Linked DNA regions of Sus scrofa: all the other regions are linked to region 1. The links are chromatin contacts, called in public HiChIP or PLAC-seq maps. All regions are on one chromosome and are shown on one strand. The core of a region is the stretch at or near the end of the contact, and the rest is flanking DNA. Distances in the headings are between cores, read along the strand shown.

What was found. HiChIP or PLAC-seq counts read pairs in DNA pulled down with a chosen protein or histone mark.
Region 2: an H3K27ac HiChIP or PLAC-seq map of alveolar macrophages shows a contact between it and region 1. The contact joins the promoter of COQ6 here to the promoter of LOC110255331 in region 1. A contact is called at or near these places in 1 of 5 promoter capture datasets (fetal liver) and 1 of 2 datasets of contacts at active chromatin or transcription factors (alveolar macrophages).
Region 3: a contact with region 1 is called in an H3K27ac HiChIP or PLAC-seq map of alveolar macrophages. The contact joins the promoter of ZNF410 here to the promoter of LOC110255331 in region 1. A contact is called at or near these places in 1 of 47 Hi-C or Micro-C datasets (heart right ventricle) and 2 of 2 datasets of contacts at active chromatin or transcription factors (alveolar macrophages and skeletal muscle).
Region 4: a contact with region 1 is called in an H3K27ac HiChIP or PLAC-seq map of alveolar macrophages. The contact joins the promoter of ELMSAN1 here to the promoter of LOC110255331 in region 1. A contact is called at or near these places in 1 of 5 promoter capture datasets (fetal liver) and 1 of 2 datasets of contacts at active chromatin or transcription factors (alveolar macrophages).

The regions. Positions count from the first base shown.
Region 1 is chr7:96,866,332-96,869,866 of Sscrofa11.1, reverse strand. It overlaps LOC110255331 (acyl-coenzyme A thioesterase 1-like), which reads right to left and starts at 1,758. Exons shown (of 4, transcript XM_021099494.1): 1 at 1,174-1,758; 2 at 1,106-1,171; 3 at 1-49. The coding sequence starts at 1,690.
Region 2 is chr7:97,256,918-97,260,452 of Sscrofa11.1, reverse strand. COQ6 (ubiquinone biosynthesis monooxygenase COQ6, mitochondrial) reads right to left here and starts at 1,836. Exons shown (of 12, transcript XM_001929106.5): 1 at 1,614-1,836. The coding sequence starts at 1,779. FAM161B (protein FAM161B) reads left to right here and starts at 1,778. Exons shown (of 10, transcript XM_021100078.1): 1 at 1,778-1,839; 2 at 1,891-2,143. The coding sequence starts at 1,778.
Region 3 is chr7:97,196,167-97,199,701 of Sscrofa11.1, reverse strand. ZNF410 (zinc finger protein 410) reads right to left here and starts at 1,728. Exons shown (of 13, transcript XR_002346015.1): 1 at 1,615-1,728.
Region 4 is chr7:97,123,277-97,126,811 of Sscrofa11.1, reverse strand. It overlaps ELMSAN1 (ELM2 and SANT domain-containing protein 1), which reads left to right and starts at 1,576. Exons shown (of 13, transcript XM_021099496.1): 1 at 1,576-2,512.

The sequences.
Region 1 (3,535 bases), core at 509-3,008:
CCCCCTCCAGCTCCAAAAAGGTCCACGATCCCAGGAAAGGGGCCAGGTTCTTGGGAAGAAACAAAAGACAAAACTAAACAATTCCTGAAGCTCTTTGCAGTGGTGTCAGAAGCCACGTGTTGCCTATTTGGTGATGTCAGAGTTTTCTGTTGACAATCAGAAATGCTGAATGGCTCTGGTCTTCAAAGATCCAGACAGTGGCTTAGGCTAAATCCACGTTCCCTTCTATACCCAGAGCCTCAAAGCCCCACAGATTTTTACAAAAAGCATGCACTACTTTTGTGATTAAAAATAATGTACAGACAATGAAAACAGTAAAAATCAATGTCCTCTCTGCTCCCTCCCCCAAATTGGGAATGCCAGATTCTAGTGGGGATGTGGACAGCTGGGTCCCCGTACATTGCTGGTGCTGTGAAAATTAATAAAGGGGAACCTCACATTGGATTTCAGAAGACAGAAGGGGAATTCTCAGCAGTACCACTCCACATTAATTATGCAAAGAACTGTCCGTTACAGATCACAGCAGAAGAGTCATCAACAGGAAAGAATCATCAGCCACTGGCCACAACAAGAAAAGATGTACATTGCATCTCCTTCAAGAAACTGACCACCCCAGCAACCCAGGCAATGAGAAACAGCCAGTGAGATTTAGAAACTACCTATACTTATTTCTTTTGGTCTTTTTAGGGCTGCACCCTTGGCACATGGAGGTTCCCAGGCCAGAAGGCATCCAGCCTACGCAGCCACAGCTGCAACAACGCCAGTTCCCAGAGGCATTTGCGACTCAGCCTGTTGCAACACCAGAACCTTTAACCCACTTATGGAGGCCAGGAATCAGACCTGCCTCCTCTTGGATTTTAGTCGGGCTCTTAACCCGCTGAGCCACAGTGGAAACGCCCTACTCTATTCCTTTTCTTTACATTACAACTACCTCTTCTCTTTCCGTATGATGTCTTTGGCCTAACCTCTATTTTGGAGTGGCAGAGCACCTCCCCAGCCAACCTTACTGTCCCATTCCTGTCTCCCAGAAAGTTTCAGGCCCCGTGGACCTCCAGAATGTTGGGAGCTACCCCTTGCCTTACAGTTATGTTAGTCCGCGGCTCACCTGGAGGCAGGAAAAGCGTGGCGCGCACCCGGCCCGCGCGCACCGGCTCGCGCCGAACCCCGGGCGCAGGAAGTCGCGCTCGTGCACAGCCCGGCCCAGGAGCCGCCCGCCCTCGGGCTCGTGGCCGTCGAACACCTCCAGCTCCACGGCGAAGGGCGTCTGCACGTCCCGCTTCACCAGCCGTAGCAAAGGCTTCTCGGGCTCCAGAGCCCAGAAGAGCCCCATGGGCTCGAGCCCCACGAAGCTGCCGCCCAGCGCGGGCGCGCGCGCCAGGTCCAGCTGGCCGTCGGTGTCGGCGCAGTAGCGCGCGTGGGCCCTGAAGAGCGCGCCCTTCTCGTCGCGCAGGGACGCGCGCAGCGTGACCGGCTGCTCTGGGGCCAGGCCGCGCACAGCAATGCGCACCGGCTCGTCCCAGCAGCAACGGCCCGCGGGCTCCAGCGTCACGGTCGCCGCCATCCGGAATGGGGTCCAAGAGATTGGGTTAGCGGTCCTTAGTTTTGGAAGCCCTACCAACCGTCCGCAGCTCGTATGGCCCACTTGGTAAAGTCTCGTCGCTCGCAGGAGAGCCAGATACGAGGCCACCATTTTGTGCCTTATTTCAGATATGGGCGATTGAAGAGCCTACGAAAGTTAGAAAGTAGTCAGAGGTCCCCTAGCGGCAGGCTACTTAACTGCAGTCTCAGCACCCATTGGTGGCGAGCAGTCGGCTGAAATTGGGGTAGCAGGGAAGTCCTGCCAATCAGTAAGCAGCCTGTCTTTCAAAGTAAGAGGGAAAACCGAGACGCAGGACTTTTACTTCGGGAACGGATTTCCTGGCTTTACCTCTCAGGAGCTGGAGTAGGCTGGACCAGGGCTGCCCCCGAAGGAACCTGGCACTTAGCAAATGTGTCAAGTCGCCAAACTTAATAGCCAGGAGGAGTGGGCTGGAATTAAGTTTCATCACTTTGTTGAGTAATTCACACCGGTTAATAGTCATAGACCTTTTAAAATGTCCGGTAGGTCCTTGTTGGTTGCTTATTTTATATATAGTAGTGTATATATATTAATCTCAAACTCCTAATTTATACATCTCACCCTCCTACCCACTGTTACATTTCCCCTTTGGTAACCGTAGGTTTGATTTAGAAATCTGTGAGTCTGTTTCTTTTTTGTAAAAAGGTAGGGGTTGGTTTTTGGTTTTATTCAGTATTCTGTAATACCTGTGTAGGAAAATAATCTGGAAAAGAACAGAGGCATTCTTACTGTAGCATAAGGAAATCAGCAGCTTCTCTGCAGTGCCAAGACAGGTCCATCCACAGCCCCCCCAACACAGTGGGTTAAGTGTGTTAAAAGATCCTATGTGGGAGTTCCTGTCATGGCTCAGTAGTTAAGGAACCCAACTAGTATCCACAAGGACATGGGTTAGATCCCCAGTCTTGCTTAGTGGGTTAAGATCCAGGGTTACTGTGAGCTGTGGTGTAGGTCTCAGTCATGGCTCAGATCCTGTATGCTGTGGCCGTGGCATAGGCCAGCAGCTACAGCTCCAATTTGACCCCTAGCTTGGGAACCTCCATATGCCGCAAGTGCTGCCCTAAAAAGACAAAAATAAAAGGATCCTATGTAGGATCCTGTGATCTGATCCCTGCTCCGGGAACTGCAGTGCCTTGGGGCAGCTAAAGGAAAAAAAAAAAAAGAAGTGCTTATGTGTATGTATAACTGATTCACCTTGCTGTACACCTAAAACTACCACAAGGTTGTAAATCAACTATACTCTAATAAAAATTTTTTAATGGTGTTTTTCTTGTGTTTTGTGTGTATGTTAATTTTTCCACACCGTTCCACAACTAAGAGGCCTAGCATCTTACTAGCTTTGTGACCTCAGCTTCTTTCCTTATGGATGTACAAATAGCTAAATGAGGTAGTAGTTGTCATTTTGTTATACTGGACTCTCATGTTGCTCCATTTAGGCAAACATTATCTCCCTTTCATCCTGGAGAATTTTCCCACTTTTTCATAAGCTATGGGTTTCACCCGGTGGTGAATTTCTCATTAAAGTTAACAGGCTTCCTCCAAGGCCTTGTGCTTAAGTTTACATTCATGAATTCATATATTTTCTGTTAGAGAAACCTGCAAATTGCATAAGCTTTAAGCCCATAAAACTTGTGTTTGCCTCTGCTCCTAACAGGCCATAATCTTTTTTTTTATTTTTCTATTTTTGTCTTTCTAGGGCCACTCCCGTGGCATGTGGAGGTTCCCAGGCTAGGGGTCTAATCAGAGCTACAGCTGCTGGCCTACACCACAGCCACAGCAATGCGGGATCCCAGCCTCGTCTGCGACTTACACCACAGTTCACGACAACACCAGATCCTTAACCCACTGAGCAAGGCCAGGGGTGGAACCCACAACCTCATGGTTCCTAGTCGGGTTCGTTAACCACTGAGCCACGATGGG
Region 2 (3,535 bases), core at 587-3,086, 390 kb before region 1:
AGTGAAAAAAAACAACCCACAAAATGGGAGACAATATTTGAAAATCATTTATCTGATAAGGGGCTTATACCCAGAATATATTAAAAAAAAAAAAAAAACCTCTTAAAAAGTAAATAATAAAAGGAAAAACAGCCAATTTAAAAATGGGCAGAGGTTCTGAATACCTCTCTAAAGAAGATATACAAATGACAGATAAACCTGAAAAGATATTCAACATCATTAGTCATTAGGGAAATGCAAATTAAAAGCAGGAGATAGCTGGAGGTCCCTTGTGGCAGAGCAGGTTAATTACCCAGCGTTGGCACTGCAGAGGCCCAGGTTTGATCCCTAGGAACTTCCATATGCTGCAGTGCTGGATGGATGGATGGATAGAGAAAGGAAGGAAGGAAGGAAGAAAACAAAACAAAACAATGAACAAAGGAAAGAACCAGGAGAGAGCACTTCACACTCCCTAGTATAACTAGTAACAAAAAGATACTAACATTGCTATCCAGGATGTGGAGAAATTATATTTGTCATATATTGTTGGGGGAAATGTATTTTACATGGGCAGCCACTTTGGAACACTGGCTGTTCTTCAAAAGGTTAAACAGAGTTTACTGTGACCTAGCAAATCCACTCCTAGGAATAGGAGTGTACACAAAAGCTTATACACAAAATGATAGTAGCATTACTTGCTATCGTCCAAAACTGATGAATGAATAAATGTGCTATATCCACACAAAATATTAAGCTTGTAAAAAGGAATGAAGCACAAGCTACAACCTGCGTGAAAATCAAAAACATTAAGTAGATTCCATGTATATGGAAATGTCCCAAAAAAGCAAATATATAGAGGCGGAAAGTACACGAGCAGTTACCTAGGGGGGACGTGGACAGTGACCATTAAGGAGTTTGGATTCCTTTTGGAGATGATAAAAATACTTTAAAATTTATTGTGGCGATGGCTGCACAATTCTGTGAATATACTAAAAATCATCAAATTCTATGCTTTAAATGATAGTGTACAAATCATATCTCAATGAAGCTATTTATTTATTTATTTTTGACTTTTTAGGGCCGCACCCACGGCATATGGAGGTTCTCGGGCTAGGGGTATAGTTGGAGCTGTCGCTGCCGGCTCACACCACAGCCACAGCAATGTAGATCCCACAGGAGTCTGCAACCTAGACCACCGCTCAGGGCAACGCTGGATCCTTAACCCACTGAGTGAGGCCAAGGATGAAACCTGCATCTTCCTCACTAGTCAGATTCATTTCCACTGAGCCACCACGGGAACGCCTCAGTGAAGCTGTTTAAAAACCAACACAAACCAGCCTAGCTCAATAGGCAATGCCTGCTTCCTTTCAACGGTGTCCAGAACTAAAAAACCCTGGGCAAGTCTGTTTCCCCACGCCTTGGAAGAACTCCTACTGTTCCCTCCCACTTTTGACCCTTTGACATCCTGAAGGAACAAACGCTTGCCCCAAGGCCTTGGGGCTCCTCTGGGCAGGGAATGGACCACAAGATACATAACTCTCAGACTCTGGGCAAACAGTGCCAGGGTTCCCACGGTTCTCACCGTTCCTCCCGGGCCCCACTCCCCGCCACTACCGGTCTGGAGATGCGCTTACCCAAGGCACAGGCCATAGCGGCGCCCACCATGCCTCCACCCGACACCACAACATCATACACGGTGTCAGCCGTGGCGCCGGCCCACCTCCGACAGGAAACTAGCGGGCCTCTCTGGGCAGCAGAAAGAGCAGTCCCCGATCGGCTGCCAGCCAGCCGGGCAGCCATGGTGCTGACTTGCGCCGTATTTGGCGCCCCGCTAGGCCCGCCTCCGGGAGCACTTCCGGAGCAGAGCCCTCCAGTCACTAGCTGCTTTAACCTCCACCTCTAAACCGGAAGTAGAACTTACCTAGAGAATAAGCCAATCAGAAGACGAATCTTGCCTGCCGAGGAAAGGGACCATTTCGTGTATCTGCCTGGAAGCCAATCAGCGGCCCAAGCGAGAAAGGGGCGGAACCTGACCTGCGTAGCTAGGGCAGCTACAGCAGCTGTCACGCCACTGTCTCTTCCACGCTTCTGTCTCTGCCCAGCTGAGGAGATGACCGTGGGGAGCTCCTCGGGAAGCTCCTGCGGCGCTCAGTGGAGTCCTCAGGTGAGGAAAGAAAAAGAAAGGGAGCGATCATGTCTGCTAACTGGAAAGGAATCCCTAAGAGAGGAAACTGTTTGACGTTGCCTTGGAGACCGTCGACAGGGGCGTGTCACAGGGGCGTGGGATTAAAACTGACCGAGTTTAGGCAAGCGGAGACCAGACTCAGCAATGGGACTCCAATGCTTGAGCTTTCTGACAAGCTATTCATAGAGCCATAGCAATGGCCTTTAGTTTTTCCTTTTCCTCTCAACCATCCCAGGACTAAAAGCACGATTCTTGTCTCCATTTCATAGAAGAAAAAGCTGAGGCACAGAGAGATTAAGAAATTTGCCCCCATGGAGTTCCCGTCGTGGCTCAGTGGTTAAAGAATCCGAGTAGGAACCTTGAGGTTGTGAGTTCGATCCCTGGCTCCGCTCAGCGGGTTAAGAATCCGGCGTTGCCGTGAGCTGTGGTGTAGGTCGCAGACACGGCTCGGATCTGGCGTTGCTGTGGCTCTGGCGTAGGCCTGCAGCTATAGCTCCGATTCGACCCCTAGCCTGGGAACCACCATATGCGGCGGGTGCGGCCCTAAAAAGGACAAAAAGACAAAACAAAACAAAAAACCAGAAATTTGCCTCCCAAATCCACAGAGACAGAAAGTAAACTGGTGGTTGCTTAGGGCTTGAGGCTTGGAGGAGGGTTAGAGAAGATAGGGAGTGACAACAAAATGGAATGGGGTCCTTTGGGAGGATGATTTAAATGATCTGAAACTGATTGTGGTGATGGTTGTGCAACTCTGAATATATTGAAACCCACTGAACTGTTCACTTTGAGTGATTTGTATCAATTATATGGTAACGAAATTGACAACACTAACCCGCCTGAACCCAGCCAAAACCCAGATTGGGACTTGAACCCAGGTGCCAGGACCCGACCCAACCTAAAGCCAGATTGAGACTTAAACCCACGGTTTTAAATTCGAGTTACCCTGTGTTTGGACTCACCAAGGCTCAGGTTCTTTATGCCTCTGCGCAGAAGGAATTCAGCGAAAGACAAAGCGACAGACAAGGAACAGATTTACTAGGATAGGACTCTTGTAAGAGGTACAAGTGAGCAGGCAAGGAAGCCCTGCGGAGGGTCTAATCTTCGGGGCCGCAATTTTATCATCCGAGGGGAGTGGGGGTTGGAAAGGCCCGCCTCTTCCTCTCCGGGAATAGAGCTCCTCCTTAGTATCCTGTAAGGAGTGTATTCAAATCAGCTGAAGGGTGGCCTTCAAACTCTTCCCCTGGGTCTGAATCTGAATGCAGGACTTATCCCATCTCCCACCCAATGACCTGGGGGCGATTCTCACACCTCCACTGGTTAAGCAAGCCTGCTTTGTTTTGAACTTACAGTGGTCTCCCAACATCTCCCAGG
Region 3 (3,535 bases), core at 479-2,978, 330 kb before region 1:
TTTGAAATCCTTTCCAGGCTTTAAAATCCAACTCGAGGAGTTCCCATCGTGGCGCAGTGGTTAACGAATCCGACTAGGAACCATGAGGTTGTGGGTTTGATCCCTGGCCTTGCTCAGTGGGTTAAGGATCACCTTATCCAAGGAAGGTTGCCATGAGCTGTGGTGTAGGTTGCAGATGCGGCTCAGATCCCGCACTGCTGTGGCTGTGGGGTGGGCCAGCAGCTGCAGCTCTGATTAGACTCCTAGCCTGGGAACCTCCATATGCCGGGGGAAGCGGCCCTAGAAAAGGCAAAAAGACAAAAATAATAATAATAATAAAAAATAATAAAAATAAAATAAAATCCAACTCAAATGCCATCCTCCATGAAGACTGATCCCTTTCCCCCAGTCAGAACAAAACTTCCTTCCCTCTATGTTCTCACAGCACATAGTTTAACTTCTCTTTAGCAATTATTTCATTTTGCCTTGGGTATTAGTTATCTACCTGAATATTTTTTTTCAATGGTTAAGGTTCAAAGAATTTATTCATCCTTCTCCCATTAACTTAGCAAGATGCTTTGTACAAACTAAGCATTCAGGAAATATCTCCTGAATGAATAGGTAGGCCCCTTCATTTACAGAGGGGGAAAAAAAGGCGCAAAGTTAGCGACTAAGTAACTTGCCAAAAATTAGACATCCACTTAGATGCAAAACTTGAAAAACTAGAACCTAAATCCTTTGACTGCAAGTTAGTTGACTTTGTTCCACATAAAGATAACACAAAGTAGAATTTCTCACTCCTTAACAATAACAAAATGCCTTTGGCTTTATTTCAAAATGTTTCTTTTATTCTCTTAGCAAATATATGTTGCACGGACCCTTGTCCCCAAAGTGAGAGAAAAGCGAAAATTCTTAAGTTCCAAGTTAATAATATTTTACTTTCAAATTGTTCCTAAATGCGTTTCAGAGCCTCGTGCGGAAGTGGGATAAACTTTAATAAACTAGTAGAATTCTTTCCCATGAAAAAAACTTCAGAGGATAAATTCTACCTGCTAAATGAATACAGGCTGTAAACACTCACAGTCCACACCCTTGCCCTGAAATGACAGGCGAAGAAGAAACCAGCGGCCCAGCCCCTTGGAATTGGCAGCCTTCCTTCTTCCAGACACAGAAAGCAAGTGGACATAAGAAAGAGGGTGCATCTGGACTGAAACGTCCAGGGCAGAGTCCCCCTGGCATCCTCATTCACCTATTACAAATGGCCTAGTGAAGGGGCCTAAGGTCCGTGGGCAGGCCCCGCTTAGGGGGCTGTCCGGGAGCCCCCGCCCCGGCCCCGGCCCCGGCCACTCGCTGACTCGAGCTATCCGGGTTTGTGTTGTTCCCCCCATCCCCAAAACCAGGCAAAGGAGCCAAAATGTAGGCCCCAAAAACCCGCGAGAGGAAGAGCTGAAGCTGTGGGGCTTCAGACCGGCCGCTCCCGGTAGCGCCAGATCCAGGTGGGTGCCCCTGGGGGCGGATTCCCAAACCCCTCCGGGGTCGAACTCGGCCCGAGCTCCCGAGGAGCCGGCACTGGCGCGCTCCCTCTCGAGAACCGTCCAGCCAAGCGGGTGCGGTCGGGCCCACCCTAGAGCTCACCTTCCTGTCCCGGGCAGCCGTCCGTCCGTCACTCGGTCTCGAATTCCGTCCACACACAGCGTCTTCCGGCTCCCGCCGGAAGCAGCTCGACCGCGGGACAGGAAGTTTGGCCGCCCCCCACGCACACGCCCACTCGCTCGCCTCCGAGTCCGGTGATGGCCGCCTGGCCAGGGGTTCTAGCCCGAGGGCCGCTGGCCTGAGAGGGCCAAGCTGGTAGCGCAGGACTTGGTTCTGGGAGGGAAGGAACTGGGTCTCCCGCCTCCCACTCATTCCCTCTCGGCCTTTGGAGCTCCTTGGTCTGCGAAGCCCGAAAAAAACGGATCGTTAAAGTCTAGCCGTGACGTCACTGCTTCCCTGCTGCAGCGGACGGGGTAGTTTTTCCTGTCAGCTGAGATCAGTACAAGTTCCATCGGAGGCAAGCAAGAAGGAAAAGATCACCACTTAAATATTTATCAAAGTTCTCAGTGAAGAGGACCTCCAAGCTTCACTGCTGGAGAAGGGAACTTGCAGAATCTAGTTTTGCATTGCATACTGCTCGCAAGAAGAATTGAGACTTACGTGTATAACTTTTTTCTGCAATGTGAATTCCCCAGAGTCTGGGTTCTCTCAGTACATTAGGATGTAACGAGTTCTCGGATATCCAGACGGAGGCTAGAACACTTGAGTTTCAGGCTGGGTGCTACAACTTGTTAGAGCTTTATGTATTTGACTTTGTGAAGTTACTTTTTTGAGTACTTGCTGTGTGCCAAAGGATGAGGGAGGGACTCAACGAGGATAGTGGCAGTGGGAATTAAAGGCGTCTCTAAGAAGGATAGATACCTACTTTCAAGGATAAAGGCTAAAGAAACTAGAGAGGTAGTTTGAGTACACAAACAGATGGTGATTTATAAACAAAGAAGCAACACGTTTCAAGGGAAGATAATTCCTCTTTAGATAAGTAGAGTTTATCTATCCTAGGGGCCTATAGGATATTTACTTGGAGGTAAAGGTCCCTAGCTCAAGAGGTCAGAAATAAGATAAGAAGTTGGAGAGCTCCCTATGTAGCTCAATGGTTAATGAACCTGATTAGCATCCATGAGGATGGGGGTTCAATCCCTAGCCTTGCTCAGTGAGTTCAGGATCTGGTGTTGCTGTGAGCTGCAGTGTAGGTCAAAGACATGGCTCAGATCCTGCATTGCTGTGGCTCTGGTGTAGGCTGGCGGTTACAGCTCTGATTGGACCCCTGGCCTGAGAACCTCCATATGCCACCGGCCGTATGTTGTAGGTGCGGCCCTTAAAAAAAAGAAGAAGAAAGATATAAAATTGGGAGTTATCAACATACAGACAAGAGATGAAGCCCTCTCTAGGGATGAAATGGTCCAGGAAAAGTATATAAAACAAAGACGTGAAGGCCACTGAGGTTAACTGGAGTGACTGATTACTAACATGGTTCGAATCTACACAGAAGTATATTGCAGTTTGTAAATAGCTGACCGTAGACCAGCACAACAGGGAGTTCCTGTCGTGGCTTGTGGCTCAGCAGTTAACAAATCCGACTAGTATCCACGAAGATGCAGGTTCAATGCCTGGCCTTGATCAGTGGGTTAAGGATCCTGAGTTGCTGGATCCTTAAAAAAACCAGCACAACATTCAGGAAAATAGCCTCAATTTTACCATATTAAAAGGTTGATGACAATTAATAAAACAAACCTCTTATTTAGAAGTACATTAGTAGATCTTTAACATTCATGTTTACAACTATTGTTAATTTGCTGTCAGTCCTGTCATTTTCTGGGGTATTTGTCCTTTAAATCTTTTTCATCACTTAAAACTCAACGTGATGTCTATATCTATTTGTCCTCAAAATCTTCTTTTTTTTTTTTTTTGTCTTTTGTGTTTTAGGGCCACACTCTTGGCATATGGAGGTTCCCAGACTAGGGGT
Region 4 (3,535 bases), core at 327-2,826, 260 kb before region 1:
CTTCTCTTTTGGCCTATGCATTAGTGATCTATGGCTGTGTAACAAATGACTCCAAAACATAGCAACTTAAGACCACAAATATTTATTTTCTTCCAGTGTCTGTGGGTCAGAAATCCAGGCAGCTCAGGTGGATGCCTCTGCTACAAGGACTCTCATGAGGCAGCTCTAGGCTGGGGTTGAAGTTCTCATCCGAAGGCTCGATTGGCTTGGGGGTAGGGGGAGGTAACCTTTCCCAAGCTAACTCATGTGGTTGTTGGCAGGCCTCAATTCCTGTCTACAGGGCTGCCTAAGGACATGGCAGCTAGCTACTCCCACAGTGAATGATCCAAGAAAGAACAAGAAACAGAGAACTCAAGGTGGAAGTGGCAGGGTTTTTTATAACCTTGTCTCAGCAGTGACATCACATGACTTCTGCCATATGCTGAACGTTACAACTGAGTCAATTAGTCCAGCCCACACTCAGGAAGAGGAGATTACACAGGGCATGAATACCAGGAGGTGGGGGGGGGGGATCACTATCAGCAGGGGGCTGTCTTCCAGTGTGCTCACCATACCTTCCACGCTTTGTGATACTCCAGCAAATGCAGCCCTATGCAGAGAAAAAGTAATACGTGTCTGCGCATTCATAAGTGTCAGGCCTTCACACTTTTACACTGTCTACTAATTATTCCCCGGCATGCGGAAATACTGAATATTCATGGAATTGTGACTGAGAATTCAGACCCACAACACTGAACAAAGAAATATTCTGCTTTTGTTCTGGCAAATACGGAGTATCACGTGATTGCTTTTAGAAACCTGGGTGACATATTCTCTCTGCGCCTCTTGATTATGTCATGGCTTGCTTTAAGCGGAAGGCATTAAGGAATTACTTCTATTTCAAAACCGAATTGGATAAACCCTCCAGCACCACCCTGCAAACAGTGTGATGTCATAAAAATTTCAGAGGACTATAATCATTGAGAGTCTAATAATGCACTTATTTCTCAAAGCAATACTATTTTTCTTACATGGTGCATTTTATATTTATAATGTGCCATTAATAATGTCTCAGTAGAAATTAGAATAGAGCATAAAAGGCTGCAATGTGGGGGATTTTATGTTGCTAGGAAAGCGTCCATCTTCACACTCCTAACCTTTGGCTGAGTCTGCACTTGTGGCTTCCCACTAGGTATTAACACAGACCTGGGGATCATTTCTCAGATGTCACTTTCTATCAATTTTACATCCACCTTTCTGGACAAAGCCTTCACTCAACTCTCTGGTTTCCTGTGCTTTAGTAAAAAGATGAAGCATTAGAACGGGAGGTTCTGTGATCTGGCCAATGGGCTAGTAGGAGCCGCATTTAGGGAAAAAGGGAAAATTGTTGAGCTCTAACTGATGCTTTTGAACCACCTTTGAAAAGGTCCCTGTTTTCACAACAAGCTACAATGAAGCTAATGTTTCTGTTATGAAAGCCCTCCACTGCAGTTTCAAATGTCTGCTTTTTTTTTTTTTTTTTTCTTAACCACAGCAAAGGCTAACCCGTTTTCTCTCCAGAGTTACCAGATCAGGAATTCTTCCCGAAAGGCTGCTCTTTAACTACTTTGTTGCTATTTATCAGAAACCAGAAAGATAGTTTTTCTTGTTATGCTTTTTAATACGGCGAGCAAATTTATTTTGAGAATGATAAATTTCAGAATTACTCCTGCCTGAAGCTCCTCTTGTCAGGGCTCCACCCTACCCTCCAAGTCACTTTTGGTCCATGACGAAACACGGAATGCATCAGGCCCCAAAGAGATCTGTGAAATTCAGTGTAAAGGAGGAGGTGGAAATCGCGGGGGAGGATTTTGAAACTATTTTGCAGCCCCAACTTGGGCGCTGAAAGAGCCCCCTGAAGGCTGATAAATACGGAACGTCCTGTGCCCATATGATCAGTGGAAATGACGAAGAACGTGCAGATCCTATGAGGGGACGTGAGGAGAGGAGGCTTGCGTTTTAAGGTCCAGTTTAGTCATTATTTGGTTAAAAACAAAAAACAAACCAAAGCAAATACACAGAGCACTCTGCTCTCTAGCACGACCTAGCCTCAACGCCACACTGAAAAAACTTTCTCTTCCTACTTCCTCACCCTTTGTTTCTCCTGGAACCTCAGCTTTGGGTCCCTGAACCCCAACACCATCTCCCCCACCCAGCCTGAGAGGAGGCGCGACTTCACTTCTTCGGCGCGAAAACGACCCGGCTGGAGCGAGCTTGACCGCGAGGGGTGCAGGCTCGGCGGACCGCTGCCCTCTTCCTCCCGCAGCCGAGGGCGCGCAGAGCCGGGGGCGCGGGCGGCTGCAGGGCCCGGCGCGCCACCGCGCGCGAGCTGCTGGGCCACAGCCCGGGCCGCGCCACCCGCTCCGCGAGGAAGTGACGACTGCGCCGTCCCGAGAGCAACAAAGTTTGAGTCTGCGGGCCGTGTCTGCGGGCCGTGCTCGCCTGCGCCCCGCGCCTCGCACCCCTCTGAGCGGCCCCGGGATCCAGCGCGCAGGTGAGCCGCGGGGCTCGGCGCCCCCTTCGCTGCCGGGGCGCCGACGTGGGGCTGGGAAACGTTCTGGGCCGGAGCTTGGCCGCGCGGGCGGGGATTTGGCGGGCCGGGCAGGGCCGGCTGCGCTGGGCTTGCGTGCGGAGGGCGCTGCAGGGAGGGAGCTCGGCCGAGAGCCGGGCCTCGAGCTGAGCCCCAGTGGTCGCAGGTTTGCCGCGGGACTTAAATCAGCCAGGGCTGCAGCCGGGCCGCTCCAGGCGCCGTTGGCGAGCGGAGGGGTGCAGGGAAGGGGCTTCCCGCGGCCTGCGTCCCGGGCTAGTTGTCCGCCCGGCGCCCCCCATCCCCACAGGCTGGGCGCAGCCGCCCTCCAGTCCCCGCCCGGTGCTTCCCAGGGAAGCGTGCTCTTCCTCTTCGCAGCCCTCGCTGAGGTCGCAGGAAGGAAGTTAAAGGAACTTTCCCCCCATTTTTCTTTGCTTGGCCCCCCAGTGACGAAGAGCAGAGCAACTAGGCAGTTTGGGAAAACAACCCTACGCATTTCCAAAAAGCAAATCCAGAATTGCCCCTTAAGTCCCTTTTGAATAAATTCCGCTGACACCCCCCCCACCCTTTCTCCTCCTACACCACGTCCCGAACCTGACAGTAATCACTAAGTCCTAACACTTTGCAATTTAGCCATAAAAACTGTCAGCACACCCACGTACATATGTGAGTGTTTTCTATATAAAACTGCAAAACCCGCTTCCAGTGGACTCTGTGGCATCTCGCTCTTTACTGTTTGCAAAAGCTGCTAGGGCTTCGTGAATGTGCTTGGGAACTTTGATGGTGATTCCCGCCGCCCTCTGTACCCTCGTGGCGCAGGGTTGCCTTTTTTTTTTTTTTTAAAGAGCAGCTGAGAAGTTTGTGACATCCCTGCAAACTAACTTGGGACTGGCGGACCTATGCCGGGTGGCGCCCAGGCTCCCTGGCTTGGAGTCTGCAAGTGCAGTAGCAGCGGCCCGCGGTGGGGACGCGTCAGTGTGTGCAGGAATG